Linked DNA regions of Pan troglodytes: region 2 is linked to region 1. A link is a contact called in public HiChIP or PLAC-seq data. All regions are on one chromosome and are shown on one strand. Each heading gives the region's core, a stretch centred on a gene start, on an enhancer-like site or on the middle of the called end of the contact. The rest is flanking DNA. Distances are from core to core; before and after follow the strand shown.

Region 1 (3,425 bases), core at 283-2,782:
ATGTGATAATATTCACATGTAGTCCATTAATTGAGCAATTATACTATGGGGCTGGGCACCGTATAGCTGCTGGAGATATACCCTGTCATCATGTCATCAATGGGAAAAACCGACAAGTAACTGATTATTGCCACACGATGTGACAGATGCTACGACAGAAATAAGAACAGGGTGCTCCAGGAACAACAGGGGAGGCACCTGTGTGACAGCCCTGACTGGAAAGTTGTCAGCAGCTGTCAGGGAAGGCTTCATGGAGGAAGTGACTACTGTGGAGTTTGAAGGTGCAGTAGGAGTAAGCTGGGTGGACAGAGGAACCACCCTGAGCAAGGAGGTAGAGATCTGAGAAGGCATGCTCATTGAAGAAAATAGAGAGCAGTTCTGACAAAATGAAGCTATAAAGGCCGGTAGATGCCAGATCACAAAGGGCATTAGCTTGTTTTGTGAAAGAATTTATGCTCTTTTCTGAGAGAATGGGGAGGCATTGTTGGACCTGTGCCCTCTCAGAGATAAAATTTAAGTGGAGAGCACTGAGTTAAGAAAATATCTCGATATCATGAAATTAACACAGGTTTGGAGCCCCCACAGATCCTCAATCCTGGTTAAGTTCCATGTATGACCTAATCAACTCCACCTCTCTTTCGTGGACAATCAGCAATGACATCTACCTCTCAGGATTATTGCGAGGGCTAAATGAGATAGTGCAGGTCAAGTTCGCTGCAAAGTGTGTGTCACATAATGAACATTTTAAGTAAATATCAACTCTTTTCGATGAAGCACTGTGTAAGTAGAATATGAAAGCTATTGCCAGGCCTCTCCCTCCTCCCTTCCTTCCTTTTCCTCTCTCAGCAGTGCAGGCAGCAGCAGCCAAAAGCCAGGGACGTGGAGGATGTCCACTGAAGCGAGTACTCCAGAGCGATGATTAAAAGGCAGCCGCCCCGAATCCCGGGCGCGGGCGGGGAGCGAGGCTGGGCATGCTCAGTGGGCCGGAGACGGGAGGGAAGCGGGGCGGGGGCGGGGGCGGGGGCGGGGGTTGGGGGGGTGGGGGGTCGGAGCCGCGCGAGGGCGCATGCTCAGTCCCCGCATCTGCTCCTTCATCCAGTGCCGCAGCCGGAAAACCGCAGCGGCGGCGGCGGCGGCGGCGGCGGCGGCGGCTGAGGGGGAACGATCCAGCGAGCTGCAGAAAGGGGGGCAGGAAAAAATTACAAGGACATTACTGATAAGACAGGAACTGAGAGCTTGGGATTCGCGGCCTCTCCCAGGCCACCACCTTCGCCGTCAGCAAGGGAGGAAGACCCGGGAGACGGCAGCGGCGACGGCGGCAGGGGAAGGAGGAGACGGCGACGGGAGGGAGCACAGAGGAGGGGACGGGCCGGCGGCGGCCTGTGAGCCGCAGTGATTTTGACGTTTTCCGCTGCTGCGTCTCCGGCGGGCAGGGGCCGGGCTGCGCTGGGTGGGCCAGCTCGCCCCGCGCTTCCCCCTCGTCCTGCTCGTCCCTCCGCCCACCCGGGGCCTGAGGGGTCTCCCCGCTCCGAGGGAAGGGGAGAGGGAGGCGAGGGCGTGCGGGCCTCGCGATGGCGGGGACATTTTCCACAACGTGATTGTTGAAGGCTCCCTCCACCCCCCCTCCCTTAAAATTCCGGGCCCTTCCAGCCTCCACCCTCCCCCAAGCCCGTGTGACTAAACCGAGACAAAGGGGAGGCGGCCTCGCTCACACGCGGGCTCGCGGGGCGGGTGGCTCGGAGGGGCGCGGGCACGGGGCGGACCTCGCGCGGACGGACGGACGGAGACGGCGCCGCCACATTCCTATGCCCGGGAGCGGCGGCGGCGGCGGCTCCCGCGGGAGGCGGCAGGCGCGCGGCGCGGACAGCTGAGCTTCTCCTCCGTCGGCGCCCGGGCGGACATCGCCCGGTTCCCGATGGTTTGAGCTTGCTTCTCCCTCCCTCCCGACCCCCGTGGTGGCGAGGCCACGCCATGTGAAGGTTAGGGCCGGGACATCCCGAGGAGCCGCGGTGAAAGATGGGGGATGCTGCAGACCCCAGGGAGATGAGAAAGACGTTCATTGTTCCAGCCATCAAGCCTTTTGACCACTATGATTTCTCCAGGGCCAAAATCGCCTGCAATCTGGCCTGGCTGGTGGCCAAAGCCTTTGGGACAGGTTAGTGGTGTCACCCTTTCCCTCCCCTCTTCCTCCTGATGTGGTCCACATCTCGGTTTTTGTTCCCGATTCTCGAATCCCTCCCTCCCCGTGCCTGTCTTCTCGTACAGGTTAAGGGAGATGATGGGAGGCTAGGAAGAGAAAGAAAGGAGAAATAAGGAAAGCAGGTTTGGTCTTCAATGAAGGGCACGTGAATGGTCAGGTGGGATTTGGCCAGATTCCTTTTATTGGATGGCAAAATGTCCCCCCCACCCCCCAGTGAGCAATTTTATGTTTTTACATAGAGTGGTTTTGATTTGTGGTATTTTCTTCATTGTGTTGCGTACATTTCTGCCTCAGTCATAATTGTGATTACACCACCAAGAAATCTGAGTTGGTTTCTTTATTATTGCAAGAAGGTGGATGGTGCATAGTACTATATTGATTTTGACATTTGTAATGATGGCTGCTATTCAGGCTCCGTTGGATGTAAGGTGGCCTGTGTCGAGTGCGGTATTAATTTTTGTTGTCATTCTTTAAGGCTGTATCAGCCTTCTGCACACATGTTAAGTTCTTATTAAATCAGTTATTTAAAACCAGTGTTCAGTTTGCTGACTGTAGGGTGCAGTTTTCATTTCATATTATCAGTGAGGCATATTCTTTTTTCCAAATGTATTTTGGCTTCATAAATTAAAAGAAACAAAAACTCCCTACTTTGGGAAATTTTTTAATAGATGAGTTTTTTGAAGGCGTGTGCTGTTGACACAGAAATTGTATAGTACAGTAGCAGTTAAACACTCCCTCCATAACCCAGTCTTTGCAAAATAACAGGAAAAGGGCCTCCCGTTATGATTCTTTAGTGTTGCTTTAGGAGCCCATGTTGTGAAATGTTAAAAAAATTAGAGAGCTGCTTTTCATTGGAAGATGCTTCTGTAATTTGGTAACTTTTAAGAGTAATTTTACAAGATTTCTATTCCCTAGTTAATGAAGTTTAGATATATGAAATATTTGTTGAAAAGTTCCCTAGTACTCACAAATTTCCACATGTTAAATATAGGGTTTTTCAGGGGGAGGGTGACTAATTTCCAATTTTAGGACTATGTAATGTTTTGGTAAATGGTTTAGTTCAGTTTTACTGCTTAAACTTACACAGCTGAGTATTTTCAGGACTTACACATCCTACTTAAATAGCAGATTAATCTCAGTGTTTGGAAAATGATTTGAATTTGTTTTTGGGGAAACTTCACATTGATGTGATTTTATGTTTATGGCAGCCTTAATTTTACTTGAA
Region 2 (3,425 bases), core at 644-3,143, 69 kb before region 1:
GTTTGGGCTGGGTGCGGTGGCTCATGCCTGTAATCCTAGCACTTTGGGAGGCTGAGGTGGGCGGATCACGAGGTCAGGAGATCGAGACCATCCTGGCTAACACAGTGAAACCCCGTCTCTATTAAAACAAAACAAAACAAAAAAAATTAGTCGGGCGTTGGCGGCAGGCGCCTGTAGTCCCAGCTACTCGGGAGGCTGAGGCAGAAGAATGGCGTGAACCCGGGAAGCGGAGCTTGCAGTGAGCCGAGATCGCGCCACTGCACTCCAGCCTGGGCAACAGAGCAAGACTCCGTCTCAAAAAAAAAAAAAAAAAAAAAGAAATTAAGTGGTCTGTCCAAGCTTACACAATTCTTAAGTGTTACAACCCTGGCACTGTGGATCCAGAGCACAAGCTCTCAACCATATGAGGACTAAGCTCTAATTTTTTATCTTACCCAAATTCCTTTCTAAGGGGTCTGGAGAGTCATGCCCTACAAACCATAAATTCTCATCAGATGGGTTTTATTTAACCCTGTATATCGTGACTTACTTTCCAATCTGACTCTGGCCTAACAAGGAAGAAAATAAAAATGTTTTACCCCAAAATATATTTCCTTGTCGTACCTTAAAACCCCACTGCAAAGTCTCTTGCAGGAAAAATCTGCATTTGGTGAGAATTCCCATCTCCCTTTGTTTTCCTTCCTTCCTTCCCAGATCCAGGAGACAATCAACTAAGAGCCAAGCACCCTTTTAAGTCCAATATAAAACAATTTACAACCTGCTCTCTCTAAAGTCTATCTAAGAGCTTCCTCTGCACAATAAAACTTGGTCTCCACAATCCTTTATCTCTAGCCTGAACATTCCTTTTTATGGATCCCAGGTCTTTAGATAACCTCAACCAGATAACGTTTACATTTACCGATTGAGTTGTCCCGCCTTTCTAAACTAAACCAATGTATTTCTTAAATGTATTTGATGTCTCACGCCTTCCTAAAATAGATAAAACCAAGCTGTACCCCAATTTCCTTGGGCACATGTTCTCAGGACCTCCTGAGGACTGTCACTGGCCATGGTCACTTGAATCTGGCTCAAAATAAATCTCTTCAAATATTTTTCAGAGTTTGATTCTTTTCATCAACCCATATCTATACCTTTTTACACCAAAAACATGTCTTTGCAAAATTACAGTTATTGGGAATAAGGCTTTTAACCTAATCTGGGGACTATCAAATATACTAATATTTTTCTTAAAAAAATTCTTTGTTTAAACTGCCAGATTCCAACTTCCAGAAAAATTCCAACAGAAATGCAACCGAGGGTCTAGAATTACTATCCTAAATCTCCGAAAATGTACAGGGGGTGGCGGGCGGGGCAGGGATGGCTCTATGTGAGCAGGAAAAAGCTTGGAACTCAAAGTCTTCCAATGGCGAAAGGGAACGTGCTCCTGCTGGGCGGGACGGCGGACGGCTGGCGGCGGCGCGGCCTCCAATTCTCGCCAACGCGCCCCGCACCCCCGTGCACTGGCGGGCCCTCCCCTCGGGCGTTGCCTCCCACCCACGCCCGGCGGCACCGCACCCCGAGGCGCTTCACGTCACGGAGCTGCTAGGAGACGGGCGGGGCTCCGGTTCCGGGTAGAGGCCTGGGACACGGGGAACTGTAAGGATGGGAGGAAGGCCGCGCAGGGACACCAGTTCTGCCGCCGCGGCCTAGCGCCCCAGGTCCCGGAGGAGGGGCACCAGGGCGGCCAGGGGCCCGAGCTTCCGGGGCACGCTTACCCGCGCAGGACTGAGGCCGCGTCCGCTCCCGCTCGGGCTGTCTCCCCCTTCCAGGCTCCAGGCCAGGCTTCCGCCCGACAAGCCCTGACCCGCTCGTCAGGACTGCGGCCCGGGGTTGGTGGTGCGGAGCGGAGCGTAGAATCCACTTCTCCGGGTTTTGGGAGGGGTTCGCAGCCCGCTTTCCGGGCGGCGGGGAGGCGGGGCCACCGCGGGGGCGGAGCTCGGCTGGGAGCCGGCAGTGGCTTGGGAGGGAGGGAGGGAGAAGGAGAGGGGCGGGAAGGCTCCTCGCGTTTTCCACGCCCCCGCCCAGCTCTGGGCTGGTGGTAAATCTCGGAACTGGTCCGGACTGGGCGAGTTCTGGACGGAGGGGCATGTTTGGGAATCCTCTTGGAAGAATTTACGTAATCGAATGGGCTGGGACTGGTGGAAAAGAGTTGGACCGTCCGGAAAGAAGCAGGAGGGCGGCGCGGGGGCCTGGCACCCTTAGAAAGTGGGAAGTGTGAGTGTAAAAGGGAGGGGCACTTCTGCCCGTTGGGCCCAAAAACCCTTTTCTGGCTTTAGCTAGTAGAACCACTCAAAATTTAAACGGAGTCAGCTTGATGTGGCATATTTGATAAGCTGGATAATATTTCCTGCACCACCGCACCCCTCCCCCCACCCCAACACCAACAAGAAAATAACACAAGTCACGGTTCTTGTTCCTTGTGGGCTGACATTTCCCTACCTCTGGAGCCACGTGTCCGAAGCAGCTTGTAGTTGAGAAGTGATGGGGGAGAGGAGACAGCACGGGAGAGAAAGGAGGGAAGCCAGCTTATATTCAGGTGCCTTAAGTATTTAAAAATATTTTCAGTGTAATATTCGATGCATTCAAAAGAGCATATTTACCAAATATGTAAAATTTAAAGTATGCTAATGAAACTATCACTCCACCACGTTATCAGTATTTAGCATGTATCCATGCATCTCCAGGATTCTACTCCTGGCCTCTTAGCTCACCACCACTATCTTCAGTTTTGTCCCTCTTTGCCATTTTTAGTGGTTTTATCATATTTGGATGCATTCCTGTGTATTGGTGTATTTTTCTTCTTTTTGAGCTTTATAAAAATACATATAGCCTGGAATTCGCTTTTTATCACTCAACATTTGTTTTTTTGGTTCATCCAAGTTGTTACGTGTAGTAACAGAACATTTATTTCTTACTGCCTAGTCAAAAGCAAGTTTTCTCCTGTCAGGAATGTATTCAATACTGTAGCGGATAGGATTATAAATGCACTTTAAGTGTTTTCTTTATTGATGGGAACCACACAGACTAAATGTATCAGACTTCCCAAGTTCGTAGGTCACATACCTATAACAGAACTCTTTTCCTGGGTTTTGTGACATTTCTAATTGTTGTAATTTCTTTTGCCATTATAAAAATTAGTCACTTTTGAACCTAATTTGTATTCATCATTCTGAATCTTTTTCTTTAAAAGCCTCCTCTTTTCCAATTATATAAGCTCATACCCCATAAAACCTGAATCTGCCCCTAGTAATTACTAATAAGGCTAGTAGGAGCATTCTTGTTCACCTTCTGTGCATGCGCTGGACTCTAATTTGAACCTAGGATTAGCACTGCGGCAGCAGAGGCTATGGGGGCTGTTCAGCTTTCAAAGATAAAGCAGAAATGTT

What was found. HiChIP or PLAC-seq counts read pairs in DNA pulled down with a chosen protein or histone mark.
Region 2: an H3K4me3 HiChIP or PLAC-seq map of stem cell-derived excitatory neurons shows a contact between it and region 1, with 4 times the contacts expected there. The contact joins the promoter of DDX59 here to the promoter of CAMSAP2 in region 1. A contact is called at or near these places in 1 of 7 Hi-C or Micro-C datasets (stem cell-derived neural progenitor cells) and 1 of 1 datasets of contacts at active chromatin or transcription factors (stem cell-derived excitatory neurons).

What each region holds. Positions count from the first base shown.
Region 1 is chr1:48,352,455-48,355,879 of NHGRI_mPanTro3-v2.0_pri, reverse strand. CAMSAP2 (calmodulin regulated spectrin associated protein family member 2) reads left to right here and starts at 1,532. Exons shown (of 17, transcript XM_514085.6): 1 at 1,532-2,155. The coding sequence starts at 2,017.
Region 2 is chr1:48,422,058-48,425,482 of NHGRI_mPanTro3-v2.0_pri, reverse strand. It overlaps DDX59 (DEAD-box helicase 59), which reads right to left and starts at 1,893. Exons shown (of 8, transcript XM_016935278.4): 1 at 1,755-1,893. It overlaps LOC134808431 (a long non-coding RNA gene), which reads left to right and starts at 1,752. Exons shown (of 3, transcript XR_010151307.1): 1 at 1,752-1,868.